Linked DNA regions of Mus musculus: region 1 is linked to region 2. A link is a contact called in public promoter capture Hi-C data. All regions are on one chromosome and are shown on one strand. Each heading gives the region's core, a stretch centred on a gene start, on an enhancer-like site or on the middle of the called end of the contact. The rest is flanking DNA. Distances are from core to core; before and after follow the strand shown. Region 1 holds the start of Ankra2 (ankyrin repeat, family A (RFXANK-like), 2). Region 2 holds the start of Rps23 (ribosomal protein S23).

The links. Promoter capture Hi-C pulls out the DNA fragments that hold promoters and counts their contacts.
Region 1: a promoter capture Hi-C map of pre-B cells shows a contact between it and region 2. The contact joins the promoter of Ankra2 here to the promoter of Rps23 in region 2. A contact is called at or near these places in 1 of 39 promoter capture datasets (pre-B cells) and 1 of 484 Hi-C or Micro-C datasets (CD4 T cells).

What each region holds. Positions count from the first base shown.
Region 1 is chr13:98,260,786-98,266,590 of GRCm38.p6, forward strand. Ankra2 (ankyrin repeat, family A (RFXANK-like), 2) reads left to right here and starts at 2,291. Exons shown (of 8, transcript NM_001271388.1): 1 at 2,291-2,691; 2 at 5,366-5,747. The coding sequence starts at 5,462. Utp15 (UTP15 small subunit processome component) reads right to left here and starts at 2,207. Exons shown (of 13, transcript NM_178918.3): 1 at 2,090-2,207; 2 at 14-185. The coding sequence starts at 103.
Region 2 is chr13:90,918,715-90,924,823 of GRCm38.p6, forward strand. It overlaps Rps23 (ribosomal protein S23), which reads left to right and starts at 4,408. Exons shown (of 4, transcript NM_024175.3): 1 at 4,408-4,485; 2 at 4,873-5,032; 3 at 5,612-5,732; 4 at 5,823-6,018. The coding sequence starts at 4,482. The coding sequence ends at 5,969.

The sequences.
Region 1 (5,805 bases), core at 1,041-3,540, 7.3 Mb after region 2:
TCTCATACTTTACCTTATAGTTGTTCCAGTACAGAGTGTCTTGGGTGATCTTCTCACCAAGTACAGGATATGTTTGAATCGCTACAGGTTTATAGCCGGCCATGGTTTCATATAAGTGCGCTGTTATCCTAGGGTCAGGAGTCTGGAACTAATTTCACAATAACTTCAGTGACTCTGCCTCAGGCCTGGAAAAAGAACAAATTTTAAAGCACAGATTGTTTATAAGCTTTCCTATGCAAGGATGATTTTCATTCTACTTTCTTTCAAAAGGCTGTGTGGAACTTTATAGACTAATGACCAATAAACCATCTCATTGAAATCATGGAAGAGACACTTGAAGCATAGAGATCTGGGGTACCATACTGGCCCATCTATATACATATATACATTTACATACACACACACACACACACACACACATATATAATATATACATACACACACATATATATATAATACATACATACACACACACACACACACACACACACACACACACACATATATGCTGCATATGTATGTCCTTAAACCTCCCAGAGCAGGCGGCAATGCTTGAGAGTAAATAAGACTTAGCCTTCCAGTAGTTGAAACCAGAAAAGCATGCAGGGCTGGAACATTCACTTTCTTGTCAAAGGAAAGAATACAGAACTAGAAACACAACAGACTGACCTGACTTCCTAAAAGACAAAAGAAGCAAGGAAAACAAAGTTAATCTTTAAGTGTAGAGGCTTAAGATGAAATTAGAGATAATGTGCTGGCATCAGACATAAAATTAAACGTGAAAGGTTCAAACTGTAGGAAAGAAAACCTAAACAGAGGAAACTTAAAAGTGACAGAAGAAGAAAAAAAGAAGGAGAAGAAGAATCTAAGTTCTTAACACGAGAAGCATTCAACTGAAGACAGTCGGGAGTATCAGATGGACGATTATATCGACGATACTCTCTGTCCACTCTGAAAAGCCTGCACAGCCGACATCAGCAGCACCAAAGCAATCAGTTTAACTTATTCTAATTGCTATTTTGATGAAGCAGAGCAAACCAAGGTTCATTCACTTCACACTCACTTTTGCTTTAACATACCAGGAATGCCCTTTCACTACGTACTTCCTATTTAAGGTCAGCACAGGAAGTCATTCTGTCCCTCAGAAATCCCTCTCTGCCTTCCAACAGGTGTTCTCAAACACTATCAAGGGCCAGATGGTAAATATTTTAGGTCTGGCCAACCAACCGACAAAGCAGAAGATATTCTATAGTTAATGACATGGCAAGAAATTTTTTCACTAGTACTCACAAACGCATTTGTTGTTGTTGAAAGGAAATACAATTCTTTGAGGTCAAGGCCTATTTCATTTAGTTTCAAGCCAAATCACTGTACATAAGACAGTATGTTTATCTGCAAAAACCATTATTGGCTCACTAGATAAAAACAGGCACCGGAATAGATCTGTCCCAGGAATAGTACCTCCTAAGTCTATTTTTCAAGAAATGAAAGGTTTTCGAGGAAAGAAGTGAGAAGTAGCGCTGGCTTGCTAAGTTACACAAATGAAGAACAGCATTGGCGGGGACGTGCAAGGGAAGACAGAACAAGCAATGAGATGCTATGAAAACGAATGTTAGGAAAATCACTGGACCAAGTCAGGACCTAAGAAACTGGGATTCACGGAATAACAGGCATTACGACACAAGGTGTGATCAAATAAACCCTGAAGGGTACTGAGAACATGTAAGAGGGAGATGTTTAATTCTACCTGGACATAATGTCATTTCAGCGGGGTCTCTAAGCATAATGTGGCACGATGGGCACAAAAGAAGCAGAGCGGAGGTGCAGAGAGGGACGAATACCCAGCCATCCTCAAATCACTAAAACAGAATTCTGTCCTTGGCCTTGGAGAAGAGATTGCTCCAGGGACTGACAGAGGTGGCTAGGAGAGCGACTACAGAGGAGCAAAGCCTGGGTCAAAATTAAATCGCGGAGGCAGATAAGTTCAGTGATCTCCGGGGGAAGCCCCAGAACAGACGTCCAGGATGTCAGAGATCACAGTGAGGACTGAGCAGAGCCTGGGCCGCCACCGGGAGCCGCCATCGCCTACCTCCGCGGGGCCCCGAGGGTCCACCGAGGCACCGATCCCCAGGACGACTCCCCAGACTTCGCCAGCTCCCTACAGCATACCGCTCTGCAGCACTCGCTCAAAATCACGCGGACAGTCCAGGAGCCGGAAACGCGGAGGCGCAGAGGCGCGTCGCGGGAAGATGACGTGCAGCGCAGGCGCAGAAGGTTTACGACCCAAAGAACTACAAGAAAGCGCCCTGGTGGGCGGGGCCCTGGGCGGGGCCCCGGGCCGCTCTCCAATGACCCGGAACTGAGGCGATCCATGGTTCTCCGAGAGGATGGGCTACGGGGCGCTAGGGAAACAAGAAGCGATCCCTGGGAGTCGTCTCGCCTTCACCGAACGCTCTGGGCTTTTTCCAGAGGAGATAAAAGATAGGAAGTGACGTCTGGGCCCGAAGCAGGCCCGGGGCTCGGGACCGATCTGGCTAGGCCAGGCCAGAGCCGCTCTCCCGCTGAGCTCAGGGCGCGTGTACCACCCGCCTGACCGGCCCCTGTCCCCGGATCCGCTCGCCGCGTCGGAGCGGGAGCGGGTGTCACCCCGCGGCCGTAGAGCGGGAACGCCCGCCCGGACACCTGTCGCCCGTGAGACGCCTTTCGTTTTTTATAGCACCTTTGCCCCCACTGTAGGACAATTTCAAGAATTAGGAAGAACCCGAAGCCTCTGTGATTAGCTTCCATTGGGGACTGTGCCCCCTGCTTGCATTATACTCTCCCTTCCCAGGCGTCTGGCTGGCGAGCCTACCCACCCTTTCTTTCTTAACTCTTTCTCACCATCTCTGTCATTTCGTTTTTTCCCTCCCTTGTGCTTCAAGTCTTGGCGAATCAACAGTCTTTGCTTATCTCTGTAATCCAGTCTAGATAACCGTTCCCTTTTCCTTTCCTGTTCTCTGGTCAAAGACTGGTAATTCCGTCTATTGAAACCTATTGTTCTATAGGGGTCCGCAAAGAGGTGACTATTTTAACCCCATTTTAGGAAGGATTGAGTCTCGGGAAACTCGTGATTTGCATGTCTAGCACATCGAATTAGTTGGTGTTGAAAATAAATTATCAGACCCAATTAGAAAATATGGGAAAGAAACTGTAAAAAAAAAAATTGTCCAAATTAAGATCAGAAAATATGAGGCACTAGGTAGGTTTTGTGTGCGGTGGCTCCTAAGAGTGATCTTAAACCAGGTGAGGGAGGTGGTACACACCTTTAATCCCAGCACTCCGGAGTCAGAGTCGAGGCTACAAAATAAGTAAGACCTCGTGTCAAAAGAAAAAAGATCTCCATCTGGCAGTTTTTTCCCCCTTTAATGGGAGCTTGAAAGGAAGTTTTCAAGAGAATAGCACTGGACATCCCCTGGGAGAACTGGGGAGGAGAGGGGGTGGAGTTGCGGCTCAACCCACACGTGCCTAGAAGAAATTGTTCTTTCCTTAGAAACAGTTCCCATTGAGTGCTATAAACTAACTTTCTGTTCCTGTGGCCTTCTGACAAAATGTAGCAACTTTGTTATGTGATACTTTGTGTGACTGTAGTGTCTTCATGTCTCTCCTGGAAGTTTTGTATTCTTGTATTGCTGCTTACTTACTGACCTCAGTGATGGAGTTGATAGAGCAACATATGTTTCTCCGGATTCAGGAGCTTTCTTTTTCCACTGAGATGAATGTTACTCACCCATTCTACTCAGAAGGCCGTGATAAGGACCAGTGGTTTTTAAAAAGAAGTTTTTGAGATAAAGTCTCTCTATTAAGTAGCTCTAACTGTCCTAGAACTTACTGTGTAGACCAGGCTGACCTCAAACTCCCAGAGATGTGCCTGCCTCTGCCTTCCAAGTGCAGAGCTTAAAGGTGTGTGCCCCTCACACCTGGCTTGTGTAATGTTTCTTGTGTGTATGTTTTCAGGGCATGACTACTTAGTATTGCATGACCAGTTGCTGGGCTCCTTTCTGGGGAGGACTATTTCTCCTGCTCTCTAGTGCTCCACCATACTCAACAGGATCAGTCTTTTGAAATGGTTTTAAAGTGCTGCAGTGGTCATACATTACTGATTCGTTTCTCTCCTAATTCCAGGCAGTTCTGATCATCACACACTCAGTTCCCTTTCAAGGTGTCCAAAGGGGCAATATGCTGTCAAAACAAAAATTCACTGGATCTTCAGTTCTTCCTTTTTCAAGTGACTGTGTATTTGGGACTGTCACATATCCTGTGACACCAATCCATAATCTACATATTTCTCATCAAAACTTACAACAAGTTGCTTATGCTTTCTCTGAACAAACACTGATAAATATACTTTTAATTCTTAACAAAATACATTTTGTAGGGCCAGGGAGGTGCCTCAGTGGGTAAAGCCACTTGCTGCCCAGCCTGATGACTTGAGTTCAGTTCCTGAGACACACATAATAGATGGGAAACCCCAGATCCTGAAATGTATCCTCCTCTACATGCATGCTGTGGCCCATGTGTGCCCATATACATGCGAACAAAATAGATAAGTGTAATAGCTCATTTTTAAAACAAGTCTGTAAAGTGCTTCACTGTCTGAATCATGGGTATGATAGAAAACAGTGCTGGTCAACCTGGCTACAAGTTGGTTATACCTCAGCTCAAATTGAGAAGACTTACAGAAATGGCATTTAAAAAAATAAATCTCACCGTGCAATGGTGAGATTCACTTTTAAAACAAAAAAAATTAATCTCAAATAATGGCCTACTGTCTTAGCATAAAAGTTTATTTTCTTTGGTAGCCTGATCTTTAAATATTTGGCACTAGTCAACTATAGAAGGGGAGAAACTAACTGAAATGTGTTTTGACAGTGTTGGAGGTGTGCTGTGTTCCCTGCATCCTTTCCCAGGACCCTGTACATAAGCGGCAGCATCCTTTTTGTCTGTTTTTTGGTTTTTGAGACAGGGTTTCTCTGTGTAGCCCTGGCTGTCCTGGAACTCACTCTGTAGACCAGGCTGGCCTCGAACTCAGAAATCCGCCTGCCTCTGCCTCCCGAGTGCTGGGATTAAAGGCGTGCACCACCACACCCGGTGTGCATCCCTTTTTACACAGGACACTCTGTCAGGCTCCGCAACTTGTACACACCACACAGCTAATAAGCAAATGGCAAAGCCTTGGTTCACAGGCAGATCCCCTACCCCTGAATATCCTGTGCATCCTGTTAGGAGGCTTACAAGAGCAGTGTTTGGGTGTGGAGTTAAAATGATTGTGTATGTACATTTATATAAGTTACATACTACCATAAATTTTCTAATTTTTTACTTTCAGATATTTTAATATCCCAATTCCAGGAAAATACTGGATAACACCTTTGAGAAAAAAAAAAACAAGAAATCATGAAGAAGTGTTTTAATTATTAAAGCCATGGCTACATCTGCAAATCTGGACATTGGGGCCCAGCTGATCGTGGAAGAGTGTCCCAGCAGCTATATCTCTGGGATGCCAGACATCAAGCTAGAGCACCAGCTAGACCCAAACCCAGATGAAGGAGCAGCCCAGGGCGTCGCCATGGGGATGAAATTCATATTGCCAAACCGATTTGATATGAACGTGTGTTCTCGATTCGTGAAGTCCTTAAATGAAGAGGATAGTAAAAATATTCAAGATCAAGTTAACTCTGACCTGGAGGTGGCATCTGTCTTATTTAAAGGTTGAAAGTTATGGTACAACTCCCTACATTCACTTTCATTTGGCTGACTCCATTCTGT
Region 2 (6,109 bases), core at 3,158-5,657:
CTGGCGTTCCCTTTAACCCATACATTAATTTTCCATTCCCGCGTTTAATTTTAGTGTAAGACGGTGATCCATCTTATTAGAGAAATCATTTTTTAAAAATTATCTTTAAAGTACTTGATCAATTACATATATATTATATATTTTGAAATTATATATAATTATAACATATACTCAAATGTATTATATATTTATATATACAATATATAATATATTCAAATATGTATTATATATAACAATATAACATATATTTTTATTTAGACTTATAGATAGGACATAGAATATATATGACATTATATATGTATATATGATGCATATAATATATATTATATAATTATAAATTATATGTATTATATTAAATTAAATATATATGTATGCAACACACTGAGTATATAAATATAATCAACCATTTATTTGTGTGGGAGGATAACATTATGTTGCTTTTCATAGATCTCAGAGAAGTCTCCCACATATGGGGTGCCTGTTGTCTGCATTATCATGTTCATTTCACCAGAGAAAACTGAGATAGATATGCATATATTAGTAGTTAAAGCAAGCTATTTAATATATGCATCACCTATTAAGCCTACTGTGTGTGTGTTAAGTACCTTAAAATCTACTCTTAGCAACTTTCTTTTTTACTTTTTCTCCCTTCCTCTACCCCCTGGCTCCTGTGAGACAGGGTTTCTCTGTGTAGCCTTGGCTATCCTGGAACTTTCTCTAGAGAGCAGGTTGGACTCAAACTCTGCCTCCCAAATACTAGGATTAAAGATGCATATAACTCCTACGGTACAACTTTCAAATATATTTAGCATTATTAAACACAAACTCTTTATGTTATACAGTCCTTGACTTTCTTTTTTGATTTCTTGAATACCATTGTGGTTTTTTTTAATCCTTTGACAGACATCTCTTGGTACCTAGCACCTGGAAATTACCCTTCTGTTCTCAGCCTGTCTTAACTGTTTCAGACAATAATAAAGTTGCCATTGGGACATATAGAATCTCCTATTGCAGATTCATTGGTCTTTGGGAGAGAGAGAGAAAAATAATAGCCGGTCAGGTGGACTCCGGATCTTGGCAGTTATCCAGAGGTGGGGGAGGGAAAGTTGAGTAGTGGAAATCTATGAGCCGATGAATGGAGGCAGATGATTAGACTGTCATGGCGGTCAAGATTAGTTAGGATTTGGCTTGGGTCTAAAAAAGAGAGACGAAGAAAAGGAAAGAAAAGAAATTATGTTGTTGAGTTAGAATTCAGAAAGTGAACAGGCTTAGTTGAGAGACTGTGATCAGCTGTGTGGAATAAGGGACTCGGTTTATTTCAGAACACCTCTATTTAAAGAGATAGTTGTTTTCTTGTGTATCGCCAGGGCTGGCTTCTTTACAGGAGGCTCCTGGTCTTGTCTAGGCACAAGTGCTTGCTTTTCAAGTAAAAAGATCTTATCAAACAACCACTGACTAGGCAAATTGCAAAGGGGGTTACTGTCTGAGAGAATATCAGCAGAGTGGTCTTCATATGTCTCTGAGAGATCTCCAAAATAAAAGACACCTGTTGTCTACATCATCATGCCATTTGTCCAGAGGAAGCTGAAGTAGGTAAGCACATGTCCTCAGTGATGCTGAGGAAGAGGCTGGCCAAGTGGTTCTTTTCAGTTTCTTCCCCTGATGTCAAGCACTCCTTAAAGCCACGTGCTGGTCTCTTTCTAAGGTTTCACACAGAGCCACAGTTTTCAATATCTGTTCAATATCGTTGTGGAACTTAGGACCTTGGGGGGGGGGGGGCGGGGTTCAAGACAGGGTTTCTCGGTGTAGCCCTGGCTGTCCTGGAACTCACTTTGTAGACTGCCTGCCTCTGCCTCCCAAGTGCTGGTATTAAAGGTGTGCACCACCACTGCCCAGCTGGAACTTAGGTCTTCTTATCTACTTCACATCCCTGGGTGCAAAACTGAACGCATGCAGAACAGAGTATGTACTTTTCCCTTAAAAAATATGCTCTTCCAAACTGGGTGTGGCTGTGGTGGTTCCTACCTGTAATTACAGCACTCAGGAAACTGAGGCAGGACAATCAGTTCACGGCCAGCCTGTACTGCAGAAAGCCAGGCCTTGAAAATAGATAGATAGATAGATAGATAGATAGATAGATAGATAGATAGATAGAAGCAACAACAAAAAAAAACCTTTGCAGCACTTTACACTTAATAACACAATTGCTCAAGTCAAAAATCAAGGGGGAAGCAGTTAATTCATGATCACACAAAAGCCATTTTTCCTCATTTTTAAAGGAATACGAGACTATTTATTCTGGAGCCATTTTAAATGGCCATGGCCTGGGAACACAGATTTAGGAAATTCTATGTTCCACGGATGAAGCGATTCCATGAAGTTGTTATTGTTTTAACAAAAGACTCATATATCAAGGCAGGTTTAAAAGAGATTGGTGGGTACACCTGAGAGGTAGATCCATCAAGATGAGGAAGATTTTTAGAGGCCCAAGCCCCTGTATGGCGATATTCTTTGTTTTTGGATCAGTGGAAGCTAGTAGCCTGCTAAGTTAATAGACTCCAATAGGTTTTACATCACAATGTGAGTTCTAGGACAGAGTAGGCAAGGAAAGGCTGTTCAGAGGGCTAAACTGAGCGCAAGATAAGGTACTAACTAGCCTTTGGAGCTACAACATTCCAATCTCTCCAGCCTCTACAGACACATTCTTTTCAGGAGTTTTCCTTCCTACTCAAGATCCAGGCCTCAAAAATCCTGTTGATTCTACTGCAAAACTGTAAAACCAATCCAGGAAGGTCAGCACCTCCCCTGAGCGTCCAAGCCACACTCACCTCCTGCTTTTACAATCACACCTTCCTAAATGCTTCCCAGACTCATCTGTTTTTGTCTCTTTACAACTAATCTCAGATAAATGCAAAGTATTCTTAAAGAATCCCCCAGCTTAGTGAGAGCACTGACTGCTCTTCTGAAGGTCCCGAGTTCAAATCCCAGCAACCACATGGTGGCTCACAACCACCCGTAATGAGATCTGATGCCCTCTTCTGGAGTGTTAGAAGACAGCTACAGTGTACTTATGTATAATAATAAATAAATCTTTGGGCCTGAGAGAGCAGGGACTGAGCAAATGGAGTTGACCCAAGCAAGCAGGGCCGACCGGGGAGCAGAGGTCCTAAAATTCAATTCCCAACAACCACATGAAGGCTCACATCCATCTGTAGAGCTACAGTGTACTTACATACATAAAATAAACAGATCTAAAAAAAAAAAAAAAAAAAAAAAAAGAATCCCCAGCTTAAATCTAAAGATTTAATATCAGAGGAGAGTTTCAGAAGGCTTTACTGCGGTAAAGTTCTGTTTGTTTGGTTTGTTTGGTTGTTTGGTTGTTTTTGAGACAGGGTTTCTCTGTGTAGCCCTGGCTGTCCTGGAACTCACTCTGTAGACCAGGCTGGCTTCAAACTCAGGAATTCACCTGCCTCTGCCTCTCAAGTGCTGGGATTAAAGGCATGCACCACCATGCCCAGCTGTAAAGTTCTGTAATGCCCAGGCTTTCAGAACCACTGTTGCTTTTTTTTTTTAATCTCTCAGTTCAATTGACAAGAGAACCACCTTTCACTTCTGGAAGGCTGTATCCTATGCTAAATATAGGCTCCCAGCTCAAATGTAACCTACAGGGATACCTTCTTAAAGTCCACCCCTTCACTAAAAAGCTTCATTTTTCTATAACATTTGTCAGTGTGTAAAGATATTTTTTTATATTTATAGGCTCTGTCCCTTTACCTAGAATATAAACTTAACGAGAAAAATCTTCGTTCTCTTAACTGCCAAATATCCAGTGCAAAGACATTAAAATTTTCATTTTTATGTGACTCAACATCCCAGAAAAACTACAGGAAAGATTCGGGTTGTAAAGGTACTAGAATTAAGCAAGGACGCACAACCAACAAATGTCAGCTCACTGTTTAAAGCTCAAGTCTGGCTAGAAACAACAACAACAAAAATAATCGATTTTTCATCACTGAATCATTGCCTCACTAAAATTTACAATTTACTGACGCTGGGAACCTCCTACTCCGTCCAGCCCCACCCCGCTCCGCCCTTTCCGAATTAGCACCGCCCAGCCCTGGGCCTGAGGTGTGGGGGGGTGGGGGGGTGGGTTGAGGGAGTTGCAGAGGACGCCTGCGCAGTGAGCAGTTAGCGCAAAGATTTCTGGGATTGGTAGTCCGTATTCCTCTAGCCTTGTCATTTGCCTGAAAAGGAAATAACAGCGTAAATGAAATTGCTTTGGATTTGATACATATTAAACAAAACTCTGTGTCTCACAAAAGTGGAGGCACTGAATCGTTTCCTCCACCCACACACTCCCCGGTACAGGCGCCGCTTGGACAGCCGCACGGGGCCTTCGGCTGGGCGGGGCTTCCCGCAATGCCTTGTGGGTCCTTCCTGCACCTCCTCTCTCTTTCTCTTGGGCCCGTGGCGCCGGCAAGATGGGTGAGCTGTGCGGGGCTGGGCTGAGGGGCCGCCGCAGGGCTCTAGAGCTCGGGATACGGCCTATCGTGGGGAGATAGAGCGGAGAGTAGGGCTGTAACCGGGCGGAGGTCGGGAGAAGGGGCGCCGTCCCGCGGGCACGTGGCCATACGGAAGAGTTCCTGCGGCCTTCGGGCGGCCTTGCCGGGACCCATTACCCTGGAAATTTAAGTAAGCGTAAAGGCCCCAGCCTGGGTTTGTGTGCAGCTCCGAGTTAGGGGATTTCGAGGGTAATTGGCCCACGTGCTAAGAGGAGCCACAGGTCTCTGGCGCAAACGTCCCTTCTGCTGAAGCTCGTGTGCGGAAGCGCGGGCTCGGTTTGCGGAGCATTCAGTGATGTGTGTTTTTTAGGCAAGTGTCGTGGTCTCCGAACTGCCCGGAAGCTCCGCAGTCACCGACGGGACCAGAAGTGGCATGACAAACAGTACAAGAAAGCCCACTTGGGCACAGCCCTGAAGGCCAATCCGTTTGGGGGTGCCTCTCATGCAAAGGGAATTGTGCTGGAAAAAGTGTAAGTCAAAAGCTGCGCGCTAGAAGCGATGGTTTACCGTAGTTGAGAACGAAGTAGTTCTTCAAAAGTCGCAAAAGATCCTGAGCCTGCGTTGGTTGGGGTTTTTATAAGGAAAAAATGGGAAATGTGCTTGTTTATGTTCGGCCAGGGATGAGATTACTAAAGTTTTTAATTTCGGCTGTAGTCTGGAAGGAATGGAAGAAGTAAAAGTAATATAGTACATACTAAAGCATACATTGAACAGTTGGGGGGGGGGCTATACCTTAAGCAGCTGGTACATTCTTAGTATCTTTTTGGAGTTGAGAAAATTCCTTTTCTGGCATGTTTCTGGTGCATTGGCTTTTTAGAGTGATGATTTTTTTTTTTTGTGTGTGGCGTTCACAAATTTCGCAACAAGAGTTTGAATCCTCATTTTTACCACTCCAGTGGCGCTAAAGTTCGATTTTGCCTGTAAAAACTTCATTAAAATAGTGGCATCTGCAGGATTTGAGACTGGATTGACTAGGAGCTGCTTCTACTTTTATTCTTAATCGAATTTTAAAAACCTTACTGACTTCACATGTGCCATTGATATTGCAGAGGGGTTGAGGCCAAACAGCCAAATTCTGCCATCAGGAAGTGCGTCAGGGTGCAGCTCATTAAGAACGGGAAGAAGATCACAGCGTTCGTGCCCAATGATGGCTGCCTGAACTTCATTGAGGTGACTTATTTTATTTCTTTTAATATTTAATTTGCCAGGTGGGTATTTTAATTGCCACTGATACCTAAAATGGCCTTTATTTTATTTCAGGAAAATGATGAAGTTCTGGTTGCTGGATTTGGTCGAAAAGGTCATGCTGTAGGTGATATTCCTGGAGTCCGCTTTAAGGTGGTTAAAGTAGCCAATGTTTCTCTGTTGGCTCTATACAAAGGCAAGAAAGAAAGGCCAAGATCATAAAATTTGACAATGGAAACACAGTAATAAATTTTCATATTCTGAAAAAATATTTTGTGTCTTACTTCCTGCCCTGAAACTCCAAAAATATTTTACCAGTTTTAGGAGACAGCTACTAAAATACTTTGTAACTGTTACAGCTA